Linked DNA regions of Mus musculus: all the other regions are linked to region 1. A link is a contact called in public HiChIP or PLAC-seq and promoter capture Hi-C data. All regions are on one chromosome and are shown on one strand. Each heading gives the region's core, a stretch centred on a gene start, on an enhancer-like site or on the middle of the called end of the contact. The rest is flanking DNA. Distances are from core to core; before and after follow the strand shown.

Region 1 (3,350 bases), core at 797-3,296:
CCTCTCCCTCTCCCTCCTCTTCCCCCTCCTCTTCCTCGCCCTCCTCTTTCTCCTCCTCCACTTCTTGCACTTATTTATGGAGGGTAGGGTACATCCCGAGGTCAGAGGACACATTTCAGGGAGTTGGTTCTCTCCTTCCACCACGTGGGTCCTAAGTATGTTCGGCGACAAACGTCTTGGTTGACTGGATCATCTTACAAACCTCTTCCTGCCCTTTTGCTTACTAAGCTGTCTAAGCTATTATGGATTTATGGTAAACCTGAGGCCCATCGACAGTTTATTCTTGTCCCAGGATCTTTCTTTCAGTGAGACAAACTCATAGTTACAAAGGTCAAGAGATAAATTGCCCAGCATCACCTGTTTTTGGAACAACTGGATAAGGAACAAGATACTGTCACTAACTGGACCCTGTTTATAGGCTAAAGGCGCTGAGCTTCAAGACTGGGCAGGACTGGCCTCACTCATTCCCTCATTTCCCTTCACGGTTTTAATAATCTGGCGTTACCATGCTCAGAAGCGGCGTCAGACTCTTTCTCTCCCACAGCAACAGTAACACACACCCTGTCTGTTCCTCTTTCCAGAGACACCAGGAAAGAGACAATCAAGGGTTGGTCCCACCCCAGTCCTCAAGGTCCGAATGACAGCCTCTGGCGCCACCTGGCGATAGTCAGCACGGACCCGTCGCGAGTGAGCTGGACTGCAGATGAGTTTCCCGGCATGCAGTGGCCAGGTTCTCCAGGGACAGGAGGGTTGGAGGGCGGGGGGGGGGGGCGGGGGGGATGTCGCAGTTTGGAGAGATGAAAATCGCATATCTGGGAGAGGTTGGACTCTGCGCTGGTATCTTCTGGGGACCAGCCTTTTGCAAGACAGCGCGCCTTTGCCCCTTGCTCGGAGGAAGTGACTGATGAGTGATGAGTGTCTGGGGCTCGAGGGAAAGCTCCCGGCGTCCACAGCGAGCATGCGTGCACGTGTCCCCCTACCCCCCATAGATCCACGCAGCGCCCCATATCGCGTGCGCGCACGCACGTCCCCACGCTCTCGCGTGCAGGCCAGTCGCCCACGCAGCAGCGGCCCGCAGGCTCCAGAGCCAGATGCCCCCACCCACCCCGTGAGCCAGTTGTCTCTTTCATGTAGTGATCTCGCGTGGGCACAAAACTGCACACTTCCCACAGTCACTAAGGTGCAGCTAGGTGGGAGACTCCCTAGAAGGCTGGGCGTGTGGTCTAAGGGACTCCCAAACAGGCTGGGGGCTCCAAGTGTAGGCCGCTCCCACCTGCTAGCCACAACAACCAATGAAAGCTTGGCCCGGTGATGTCATGGACCAGCCGGACCCTTGTGATGACAGCCGGAGGTCACCGGTCAGGGGAATTAGCTCAAGCCCACCCTCGGGGGTTCCGGAAGTTTCCAGAGCTGCAGCAGAGTGCATTGTAGCATCTCCCCACAGCCTTCTGCTTGCCACTATGTGGTCTGGCTTCTCAGCTGTCCCCGTGTCACCTCTTCTTGCCCACAGGGGTCTTTTCCTATAAGGGAGAGCCTGTGTTTCTGTTATTTGTTCCTACAGGTGTTCTTTCGTCTCCACAGAGATGTCCCACGTCATCTTTTCTACCAGTGTCAGCTGAAGGGGGTCCTCAGTCAGGCTTTCTCGTGTCTCTTCTCTTATTACCCTGCCCCAAGCTTTGTCCTGGTTACAGATGCCAAATATTAGGCCTCTGATCTTTCTGGATTAGAGCTGTCAGTGTGTCCTTCCGTCCGTGAAAGGCGACCGGTCTGTCTGTGACTTGTCACCGCAGGAGACTGTCGCCTGCGTGAACGGTGTCTGGTGTCTCCGCAGGCTGCGGTCCGTCTGTCACGTGGGTGTCTGCCCCGCCGCTGCGGGTCTGCGGGTCTGTCGGTCTGTCTGAATCTACCACTGGAGTGTGTCTGGGCTCCCGCTCCCCGGGGTCTCGGGGCTTGAAGGGAGGGAGGAGGGGAGGTGGCAGCCCGGGGGAGCGGGGAGGGGCGGGGGCGGAGACAGTGGGCGGGCGGGGGCGCCGTGCGGCCCGGAGGGGTGTGTGCGGGGGGCCGGAGGCGGCTGTCACTGTCGGCTCAGCCTGCGCCGGGGAACATTGGCCGCCTCCAGCTCCCGGCGCGGCCCGACCCGGCCCGGCTTGGCCGCCTCAGGTGAGTCTCCCAACCCACCCAGGACCCTCCACCGAGTCGGGACCAATCCGCATCCCGGGGGAAACGTGCGATCCTGGAACGATCGAAGCCCCCCAACAGAGCTCCTACTGCACCTCCTGCCCCGTGGGGCCTGCCTAGAGGGGCCCCTCCACTGCCTCGCACTCCTCTGAAACTCCCGCTAGCCGCTGCATACTTACTGATGATGCTCGCTGGGCCGGCCGCTGCCTCTGCGCTCCCTTCCTGCAGGGACCCCCTGAAGGCCCCTTCCCCACTCTCTTCAAAGTCTGGGGACACTGGAAGACGCCCCCTGTTTGGGGCGGAGCCCAAACTGCGCAGGTTACTGACATCCCGAATGCACCACCCCCCATCCCGAGGGCCGCGACCCCAACGTCCCTACCCAGCTGAGCCCCTTGCCAGCTCCAGGACCCCTCCTGCGCTCTCTCTCTCTCTCTCTCTCTCTCTCTCTCTCTCTCTCTCTCTCTCTGACTCTGTCTCTCTCTATGTGTCTCTGTCTCTCTCTTTCCCTCCCTCCCTCCCTCCCTCCCTCTCACCCTCCCACCCTCCCTCTAAAAGGAGGCTCAGCGGAAGCCCCGAGTTATAATTAGCCCCACTCGGGTTTCCTGGTTAATCTCCAACAACGCCACTATCCCCAGATCCAGGCGACCAGAACTGGCTGGGTGATGGGTGAACACCCGGAGGGGGTAGTTCCGACCCGGGGAATTTTGATCTCTTGGCTGGAGACGCCGGAACTACAGCAGCTGTTGCCCCCAAAATAGCGCCCCTGCCTTTGCTACGGGGATCTCCGGAGCTCCCGGAACACAGACGTCCTGGCTCGCCCTTCAACCCCCTCTGCGATGCTCACGATTCTCCAGATACCCCCACACCAAGGCTCGGGCGGGGAGCTCTGGCCTCTTCTTGGTCTCTACTGCTCCCGGTTGGCAGTGGAGGGCATTGCAATATGGGGATGCAATAGGGGCTTGAGTTCTGGTGAGCCCCACAAGGGGCGAGTGAGACAGTTGGCTGGAGTCAGGCGAGAGGGGTGCGGTTGATGTAAAGCAAACGGGTACCAACCGGCCGTACCAGAAAGAAGAGAGGCGGAGCAGGGTGGGGCAAGGTGTCGACTGGACAAGATTCCAAGATGCCTTCAGAACCTGGGACTCCCGATACCTTGAATGCCCAACCCACTCCCC
Region 2 (3,099 bases), core at 531-3,030, 570 kb after region 1:
AGGTCCTGACATAAAATAAGGAAAGAAAGGAAGAAAAAGGAAAGAAAGAAAGAAAGAAAGAAAGAAGGAAAGGAAGAAGGAAAAAAGAAAGAAGCAGGTATGTTAAAAGAAAAATAGGGAGCCATAGAGCAAGATCATAAGAAACAATGCAGCAACACAGATTCCCTGCTCCTGTAGGGCCATGTGCAGGAACACACAGTGACCACCCTGGGCCTCACGGCTCCCAGTCTAGGGGACTTCAGTTGCTTCTGCATCAGAGGGGCTGGAGGGATCAGAAGACAGAGCAGCCACATCCTGAAAATAGGGAAATGTTCTTTTTCATTTTCTAATGGCTGAAGATCCTGAGGAGAGAAGACAGATGTGTCCTGGGGAGCTATGAGGGGAAGTGAAGGACTGTGGTGACATGTGGCAGTTATCAGTATACCTGAGGACCCCAGAACATGCAATGGTCCCCACTATATGTTCTTGCATGTTTTCTGAGCTGAGGTTGGAGCTGTGTGGAGATGCTGCATAGAGGGATCAATTGGAGTCCTTATGTAGGGCCAAGAGAGTCAGCTACATTCTGGAGAAGTTTATTCAGCTTGAAGTCATGTGTGAAAGCTGGCAGGAGAGTAGTCAGATTTCGAACAATAAGGGAGTGAGCAGGAGGGAAGGACAGATGCTAAAGCTTAGAGTCAGGTGTGGTTCTGTGTCTGCAGAGAATGACAAGACCATAGCAGAGGTAGCAGAGAAGGCTAGTCACAACCACAAGGGAAGTGCTGTTGGCAGAGGTATGGGCAGTGCCAAGGGAAATGAATATGAAAGGAAGCTCAGAGTTGTGAAGCCTGAGGTGACAGGCACAGGACAAGGAAGCCACAGACATCAAAGCCCGAGCCAAGGTGACTCACCTTGGGTCACGTTGAGTTGGGTTCCAGGAATTGACTGCCACAACTTCATGCCTTCTGTCGACTGCAGATTAACTCGACTAAAGTACTGGGCTTGGTCAGACTCCTTCAAGTTCAGGATTCTGAGGACTCCAGATGTCTGACCCTGTGTCCAGTTCAGGATGAGCCGGCCCTTGAAGTGCTCATGTATGAAAGGCAGGGAGGAGTTGTAGATGACTTCCCCATGGAAATCCTTCCATTTCCAGGCTATGCTCATCTGTGGATCCTTGGCCAACTTCCAGGGGAAATAGAAGGAGAAGGGGATGTCGATGGAGCCACCCTGGACTCCAGAGCAGCGTTCAGGTTGGTTGACCCCAAAGCCATTTTTTCTGTTGTATCTTTCTGAATTTCCTGGGAAGGATGGGGAGACTCTGAAGCCACTGCAGGGGACAGTGACAGGAAACATAGAAAGGACAACACAGAACATTCTGAGACTTCTTGCACAGGCAGGGCTGAGACACAAGGCAGGACTGTCCCTAACGCTAGTGGGACAGGAAAGAGAGTGAAGGGTTGGGTTGGGCTCCCTCTGCAATGTTAACAGACTCTTGGGGCAGAGGGTCCTGGCTGGCTCCTCTAGCAGACACCTGTACACATGACTCCCTACTCTTCCCAGCCCCACTGTCCCCTCCTGAGGTTAAGTCCCTGCTAGTGAGGTCACTACCACTCACCAGCATGCAGACAGCCTGATGAGAGCAGAAGCAGGACCTGAGCCATGGCTGGAGTCCCTCCAGGAAGCGAGATCAGCAAAGCCATCAGGAAGGCAAGGATGCTCTGTCTAGGGACACTGGGGTGCTCAGGAGTCCAGAGAGAACCAGGGTAAAGTGAAACAGATCCCCAGGCATTCACATGTGGAGGACTGAGTTGGGGCAGGACCTCTCCATCTCCACCTCCTTGTGGCCAGCAACTTCCTTTATTGATCTGGCTTCTTCTTTTCCCATGTTGCAGAAGATCCGCCCTGTGGTCACTGACAACATAACTGGACTTTGGCCCAGCCCCCATTGTTGGCTTGGAGACAAGGCCTTGTCCTCAGGAGGCAGGGTTCTCCTCTCTTCCACCTTCATCTTCTATCTTATCTACTGTTTTCCATTTCCTAAGTGGCTTGTAATCTCTGTTTCCCTTCCTCTATTTTTCTTCTATTCTTTCCTTCCCCCTACTCAATCTCTTTCTCATTATGTCTCCCACCATGCTGGTTGTCACATTTCTCTCTAATTATCTCACCTAATGAAGTTGTCAGTTTCTAAATCACCTCAGACACAATGAGGAAGGTGTAATTAGGAAACACAGTAAGTCCCAGGCCCTAGCACAGTAACCTCCCTACCCTGCTCTTCCTTCCCCCTCTCTGTCCACATCGCAACTTGCTCTTTCTTGCCTTTCAGGGAGCCTTCCCAGTGCACAGGCAGAATCAAGGCTTGCCCTGATCTCTGTGGCAGAGCCTCCAACTTCCCTGGGTTTCTTGGACAGTGACTCTAAAGCTACTCCAGTTTCTAAAGGAGCATTTCTGCCTCTCCTCCTCCTACCATAACACTTACTCAGGAGAGGATAACAAGGATCAGAGAAGTCAAGGCACTTGTCACATGACAGCCACATGGCTCATTGACTGGACTTTAGTCACATTGAGTTCTTGGAGTCTTCCATTTCACACAGAGACTTCAGTCTGCCTGCTCAGTACAGCCTCTGAGGAGGCTCCTTCCACAAAGCTCTTGAGTGACTCCCTCTATTTATGGCCACACTAGAAACTTCTTTGGACTAAGTGGGCAAACACAGCTCTGAGCAGCCATGTGTCATTCATGATGTAAGGCCTGGGACATGGCTGACAGTGGACACAGCTGGCCTGTGACTTGGGTAGAGATATGAAAGGTTGGGGCAGAGGCTGTGGTGACCTCAGGGCAGATTCTAAAGAGGTTCATCCTGCCCTTCCCCAAGACATGATGCCATGAGCTCCCTGAAGGGCACAAACACACATGGTGTCAGAGGAAGTGGCATCAATCTCCCTGAGTGACATGTGCAGAGGCCTCTTCCCATTTCCTTAGGTTCCCTGGCATTGATCGCCTTGTTCCTGCTTCCCTGCAGCTGGCTTTGCAGCCTGCCCTCTCTCATGTCTGCTCTCTGACTCCCTTCACAGTCCCCATGGTCCTCAGATCCCTTGTTCTGATCCAGACACAAACAGTCAGGTCCT
Region 3 (3,313 bases), core at 430-2,929, 830 kb after region 1:
CCAACTCGGAAGTGCTGGGGCTACGATTGTGTACTGGCATACCTAGCTCTAATTATTAATATATATAATGTCTTCAGAGCTAGGTAAATAACTTGATGATGGAGAGAAGTGCTAGCTTGCATAAGGCATTGGGTTCTACCCCCCTCCCCCAGCACAGAAAGAAAAATCTATAGTGGTAGAACAAGCATACACAAATAGAGAATCAAAATCTTGTCTCAGCTTTGCTATCAATTTACACTCTAGTACACACTGGATCTGATCTGCCAAGACACTGCTTTCTTCATACATAAACAAGAACTCAGGCAGATTGTTCTCTGTGTTTTTGATTGTAATGGCTATTCCTGGTTGTCAACTTGACTCTATCTGGAATGAACTACAATCCACCTGTGATCCAGATCTTGAGGCTGGAAGAAGATTCTGACCTGGATCTTGGCATGGAGATCTTGAGGCATAGTGGCCATGAGAAACTTAGGTCCATGCCGGGCATGGTGGCTCATGCCTTTAATCCCAGCACTTGGGAGGCAGAGGCAGGTGGATTTCTTAGTTCGAGGCCAGCCTGGTCTACAGAGTGAGTTCCAGGACAGCCAGGGATACACAGAAAAACTCTGTCTTGAAAAAACAAAAAACAAACAAACAAACAAAAACAAAACAAAACAAGAACAACAAAAAAGAAAAACTTAGGCCCAGGAAACTAAGGCAAAGAGATCTCTGAGTTCTAAGAGCCAGGCATGGTGGTACACACTTAATCTGGGCCACACCTTCTGCTAGAGATTTGCTTAAGGACATTGGAAGAAGGAAGAGTCCCTCTTCTTCGGCTGCTTGCACTTACTTGCCAGCACATCTGTTGGAATCTACTTCTACAGACGACCAGCTGGAACACCTAGCTTCGTGGGACTGAGCAACTACTAGATTCTTGGACCATTGCTGGGGTACAGACTGTAAGTTATCACAATAAATTCACTCAGTATAGACAGACATTCCCTTAGTTCTGTGACTCTAGAGAACCCTAACTGTTACAGTGCTCATGTACACAGTGTGTTTGCAAACATGTGAAGGCCAGAGGTTAATGTTAGCTGTCTTCTTCAATTGCTTCTCTACCTTGTTTTTGAGACAAGGTGTCACTGATCTGGAGCTAGGCTGCCCAGACAACAGACTGCAGGGGTCCTCCCAGCACTCGGATTACAGGCATGTGATGTACCATAGTCTTTTTATGTGGTGCTGGAAATCCAAATGTAGGTCCTCACGCATGAGCTCTTTACTCACTCACTGATCTAGAGGCAAGTGGATCGTTTATAGAGTTCGAGGTCAGCCTGGTATACATAGAGTTCCAGGCTAGCTAGGGCTAATGACATGTTTGTCTCAAAAACAAGGCAGTGGTGGCTCATGCTTTTAATCCCAGCACTCGAGAGGCAGAGGCAAGTAAATCCCTGAGTTCGAGGCCAGCCTGGTCTATTGAGTGAGTTTCAGGGCAGCCAGGGCCGCATAACCCTCCAAAAACCACCCACCCTCAAAAAAAGAATGAACGAAAGAAAGAAAAGGGAGGGGGTAGGAAGAGAGAATGAGAATAAAAAAAGAAATAGGGGGAGAAACAGATCACAACCAGGACAGTCGCAGCCTCCGGTGAAACAGGATACCGACAACGCTCGGATTCCTAGAGGGGCGGCTGCTCCCCCTCCAGAGGGGCGGGGCTCTGACGCGCTTCCGGTGGTGCTGTCGTTCAGCCGCTGTGAGGATTCCAGACTCCAAAGCGGTTCTGAGTCACGGTGAGCCTGCGAGTCCCAGGTTAGCCTAGCGGTCGGGGAGCGTTGGCCAAAAGATTTCGAGAGGGTGGGACGGGTTTAGCGACTGTGGTTCTGGTTCGGGGAGTTCCTCCATGGTGGTTCTGGGAGATTGAGGAGGAGCGCCCCGCCCAGCCGTCGTCGGCGCCCGCTCTAAGGAAAGGCTTTTCCACCCCCGAGGGCTCCCTGGAACAAAACCCTGATTCTTTTGCTTCCGGAATCGCATTTCTAGTCTCTCCGTTATTGTCTGTTACCTGACGGAAACTGCCCTCTTTCTTCCCCAGCAAGAGCCCTGAGATCTAAACTCAGAACTAATTGTTAAGAATAAGCCCAAGTGTAGAAACCTCTGAAAACCCGAATCTCCTCAGTCTTGAGTCTTGTCCAGTCCAGGCGGGGAATTGGTCCCGGTGGGCTTTGTGCGCACTGGACAAGGATTTGCTCAAGTCTGGAAAGATTTTTAGACGATCGTTTGTAAAACGCGTATAGGATAGAAAGGTGATTGATTTATTTGGTGGCTGACATAGTTGGAAATCTGTTGAAAGGGGACACTTAAAGAATTGTGAACAACAACAACAAAATCAATACAGGAAAATTGTTTTTCAAGTGGTGGAAGGCTTCTGAAGAGAGACTGAGTATTGGTTCAGGGCTATTGAAATGATGCAGAATTTGGCTCACTCTGAGCTACTAGATCTGCCCAGTAGTTATGCTCTTCAGAATTATTGGCCTGCCTGGAAGCTTTTTGAAAATTAGTTTGCTCGGTTTGAGACGGGGTCTTACTGTATGGCCTACACTGGTGTATAATTGGTGATCCTCCTGTCTCTGTTCTCTTCAGTGCTGTAATTACAGGTATGCACCACCACGACTTCAGCTTGGAGTTTCCAAGTGCAGAGTGTCTTAAGGGCATTATCTACTACAAGGTAATAATTGCTGTTCATTTGATGCAATCTGTGATAGTTTGATTTGTTTACACTTCGTCTTGCACAGAATGAATTTGAGGCTGATTAAGGGAGTGTGTGTGTGTGGGGGGGGGACTTATAAACTGTAGAATTCGCATAAAGGAGGGAAAAATTGGGAAGTGACCAAAAGCCTGCTGCTAGACTTCGAGAGTTAGGTTTTTATTTTTTTACTCTGTGTGTGTGTGTGTGTGTGTGAGTCAAAGGATAGTTGGCATAGTTGACTGCTTCCCTTCCATTACATGGACACCAGTCTCAAAACAGGCAGCAGGTCGGTTGCATTTGTTACCCACTGAGCCATCTTGTCAGTTGAGTTAAACCTTTAGATAGGGGCTGGAGAGATGGCTCAGTGGTTAAGAGCACTACTGGCTGCTCTTCCAGAGGTCCTGAGTTCAAATCCCAGCAACCACTTGGTGGCTCATGGCCATTTGTAATGTGATCTTATGCCCTCTTCTGGTGTGTCTGAAAACAGCAACAGTGTACTCTTAGACATAAAATAATACATGAATCTTTAAAAACAAAACAAAACAACCTTTAGATAGCTTTGGTTTTGCTTTTTTGTTATTTTTCAAAACAGGGTTT
Region 4 (3,291 bases), core at 346-2,845, 990 kb after region 1:
TGACTTCAGCATCCCTGATCAACTTCTGCTCTGTCTCACTGGAACAGCAGGTGTACTCCTGAGGACAGACTTGAAGGTGCTCACCTGCGCAGAGGAGACAGGGAGGAGGACTGGATGGCAAGAAGGGATATTAGGAATCTCCTTTCATCCCTCGCCTATCTCTGGGGGCTGATTTTTGTCTTCCACCTGCCCGGTTGCTTTTTCCTTTGTTTGCCCCTTCAGCCCTACCTGAACCCTCTTTTATTGTCCCTCACCCATCTCAGCTTCACTCCTATTTGTAATGGGATCATCTATTGAACAGCTGCTTTGAGGGCCATATTAGTGACCAGAGGGTCTTCAGGTAACCCTCCCCAACACTGCACAACCCACTCCTCCAGGGACTTATGGGACAACTATGGAATGAAGAACGGGATTTGTAGGGGTGGGGCTACTTGGTAAGCAAGAAAGTATTGTCATAGAAGCTCACAGGAATTGCAAGGCGATTTCTGGCTGTTAGAAAGACACTAACGGGTGTGCTAATTACAGAGAAGGGAATTCCTTGGGTGGGGACTGAATGAGAGTTATTATATGAGCAGCAGGTTTATTGTGATCCCGGGAAGGAAGTTACTGGAGAAGAAAGATGCTCAACAGATGAAACAATCATCATAATGGTCACTGAAAGGAAAGAGTTATTGTGAGATGGGGAGGACCCGTCCCCGCCCCTTCCCACCCCGACTCTTCCCTCTTTCTTCTCACCTGAGATGAGGGAGGGAGGGATTAGGTTTAAGCTATATCCCCGGGCCCCCAGCACCTGCCGAGTCTCTGCACAACTCCGGACGACCTTTGCCTCACTCCCATGTCCCGGCCCTAGACCCGGACACAGATGGAGCAGCAAAAGCAGGAGAGGTCGCAGCGCAGACATAGGTGCTCTCCTCCCTGGGACGGGGCAAAGTGGGTCCTAAGGAGGAAAGAAGAGTCCGCGGAACTCTAGAACCCCGTTCTCGGCCGCGGGACGTCTCGAAGAAAAGAATAGGAGCGTGTCCCCTAAAACTGAACAACCCCAGCACCGTAGCAGGACCAGGAGGCATCTGCGGAGACAATGGGAGCCGGGGAGCGGGACAGGGGGCGGGGCCCGAAGCGGTAGCCCGCCAATGATAAGAAGAAGCCGGCCCCAGGGGCGGGGACAGGGTAGCCGTGAAGCCAATGTGGAACGGCAACTCGGCAGGGGCGGAACACGGCCCGCACGGCGGAGGCTGGCAGGGGTAGGGGTTGTGGTCTTGAGAAGGGGCGTGGTATTTTGCTCGAAAGGCGGGGTTTGGGTGAAACTGAGCCAATTGCAATTGAAGAGCCGGACTGAAGGCAGCAGCAAACGCTCAGCCAATGGAAGGGGACATAGGAGTAAAGGAGGCGTGACCAGGATGGAGCGACTCCGCACGCGCTGGAGCCCACGTGACAGGACTGCACAGCTACATGCCTGGCGGCTGCTCGAAGCCAAGCGCGCTGAGAGGCAGGAACGTGGTTAGCACGAGCTCGCGCTGCGCCAAGTCTCGCGACACTTCTCAGCCGCGCGAAGACCAGTTAATCTCGCGCCTGCGCACGGCTTATCCCGTGCCTTCCCGCGTTTTTTTCTAAGGCTTAACCGCCCGCCACCAGAGGAAGAAGAGCAGCTGCGGCGGGCGTCTCGCGACCGAGGTGGGATGTCCACTGAGACCTGAAAGGACCTCTGAGGTGGTGACCTTTCTTCAGCCGTGTTCATCTAAAGGTCATTCTTCCAAGTTCAAACTGTGAGGTTGCCCCTTTGGACCCATAAATAGGCAGCGTTCCAACCCCCTGTCTCCACTGAGGTCTGTAGCTCTGTCTCGTGTCCGCTATGGAGGCCGGAAACCCTTTTTTTTTTTTTCGAGACAGGGTTTCTCTGTGTAGCCCTGGCTGTCCTGGAACTCACTCTGTAGACCAGGCTGGCCTCAAACTCAGAAATCCACCTGCCTCTGCCTCCCGAGTGCTGGGATTAAAGGCGTGCGCCACCACGCCGGGCCCGGAAACCCCATCTTCTGATTCAGAGAGATAAGCAGCCTCATAAACGGAAGACACCCTGCTCCCTCCTCCCCCACAGCCCAAATAAGCTTGGGGTCAACCTTATGCAGCGCGCTTTCTGGAAGTAGAGAACGCGCTTTACTCGTTGGAATGTTTGTGGCTTAACTCAAATGACACCTCTGCTTCCGGATCACGAATAGCCTCCCATTTCCTGTAGAGTCAGACAATGAGTTTCAGAAATGGAAATCTGAGGTGCTTTGCTGGTTCGGTTTTAGCAGCTGAGCCTCAGCCAGTGTACCCCTCTCTGATTCCTCTAAGAGGGATTTGTGCCAGAAGCTGCTCAGAAACTGCTCTGTGTAAACCCTCTGGCCTTGTTTGTTTACCTATATTGAAGATTGGCCCCAGATCCTCTGGCCTTATTAAATTAATTTACCTATACTGAAGATTGGCCCCAGATCCTCTGGTGTTATTTATTTATTTATTTTAATTAATTTACCTATACTGAAGATTGGACCCAGGTCCTGTGGCCTTAATTTATTTAGCCATACTGAAAGTTGGGTGCTGCCCAGAGTCTTGGAACATCTACTGCTCAGCTATAACCCCCAGGCCTCTTTTTTACTGTTTATTTTGAATAAGGTCTCACTAAGTTGCTCAGGCTACAGGCTACTCTGGAGTTCCAGGCTGACTTTGAATTTGATGAGCAACCTGCCTTAGCCTCCCAGGTAGCTGCAATTACAAGCCTACAGCATCACTCCTAGTTTCAGGTTTCTGTTTGCAAGCCCTTATAGCAGTAGTGACCATAATACCTCGATGTGGTTAGGTTGACTATTGGTTTTGGTGCTCTATCCCATAGTACTGAGACCACATTCTGGGAGAGAAAGATGATGGTCTATAGAGGGATATAGTAGTAGTAGGAACTCTTTCCTTTTTTCCTACAGCTGGATTAACATGCCTACTCTGTGGTCACCTTCTACCCAGCACCATGGCTCTTCCTCAGGCAGTGAGTCTTCCCCACTTCAAAAGTCTGTGAGACGTGCACAGATGGCCTTGTCTCCTTGTTCCTCCTCCATCCTACCCTGTGATGACAGAGACTCACAGGGAACTGCAGAGTGGTGAGTGCCGTTGGTGAGAGGTCTGAACTTGGGAGCTCCTTCTGCATCCCCAGCAGCTTTCCTCTCTGTTGTTTTCTAGCATGGTTGTAGTGTATGTGGGGCCATATGACAGTATCAGAAATGCTGTACTGAAAGCTGGATATGGTGGCACATACCTGTAATCGCA

The links. Promoter capture Hi-C pulls out the DNA fragments that hold promoters and counts their contacts. HiChIP or PLAC-seq counts read pairs in DNA pulled down with a chosen protein or histone mark.
Region 2: an H3K4me3 HiChIP or PLAC-seq map of bone marrow-derived macrophages shows a contact between it and region 1, with 5 times the contacts expected there. The contact joins the promoter of Pilrb1 here to the promoter of Ache in region 1. A contact is called at or near these places in 2 of 115 datasets of contacts at active chromatin or transcription factors (bone marrow-derived macrophages and pancreatic cancer cells).
Region 3: a contact with region 1 is called in an HNF4G HiChIP or PLAC-seq map of pancreatic cancer cells. The contact joins the promoter of Zscan21 here to the promoter of Ache in region 1. A contact is called at or near these places in 2 of 39 promoter capture datasets (hippocampal neurons and pre-B cells) and 2 of 115 datasets of contacts at active chromatin or transcription factors (astrocytes and pancreatic cancer cells).
Region 4: a contact with region 1 is called in a promoter capture Hi-C map of liver, with 3 times the contacts expected there. The contact joins the promoter of Stag3 here to the promoter of Ache in region 1. A contact is called at or near these places in 2 of 39 promoter capture datasets (both in liver) and 1 of 115 datasets of contacts at active chromatin or transcription factors (bone marrow-derived macrophages).

The regions. Positions count from the first base shown.
Region 1 is chr5:137,286,208-137,289,557 of GRCm38.p6, forward strand. It overlaps Ache (acetylcholinesterase), which reads left to right and starts at 2,047. Exons shown (of 5, transcript NM_009599.4): 1 at 2,047-2,160. It overlaps Gm42456 (a long non-coding RNA gene), which reads right to left and starts at 2,437. Exons shown (of 4, transcript XR_003955815.1): 1 at 2,358-2,437.
Region 2 is chr5:137,856,269-137,859,367 of GRCm38.p6, forward strand. It overlaps Pilrb1 (paired immunoglobin-like type 2 receptor beta 1), which reads right to left and starts at 1,781. Exons shown (of 5, transcript NM_133209.2): 1 at 1,592-1,781; 2 at 888-1,274. The coding sequence starts at 1,676. It overlaps Gm36551 (a long non-coding RNA gene), which reads left to right and starts at 269. Exons shown (of 4, transcript XR_001784998.2): 1 at 269-878; 2 at 1,130-1,226.
Region 3 is chr5:138,115,226-138,118,538 of GRCm38.p6, forward strand. It overlaps Zscan21 (zinc finger and SCAN domain containing 21), which reads left to right and starts at 1,680. Exons shown (of 5, transcript NM_011757.3): 1 at 1,680-1,782; 2 at 2,611-2,695.
Region 4 is chr5:138,278,914-138,282,204 of GRCm38.p6, forward strand. It overlaps Stag3 (stromal antigen 3), which reads left to right and starts at 1,596. Exons shown (of 34, transcript NM_016964.2): 1 at 1,596-1,741; 2 at 2,952-3,125. The coding sequence starts at 2,962. Gpc2 (glypican 2 (cerebroglycan)) reads right to left here and starts at 1,024. Exons shown (of 10, transcript NM_172412.2): 1 at 736-1,024; 2 at 1-84. The coding sequence starts at 901.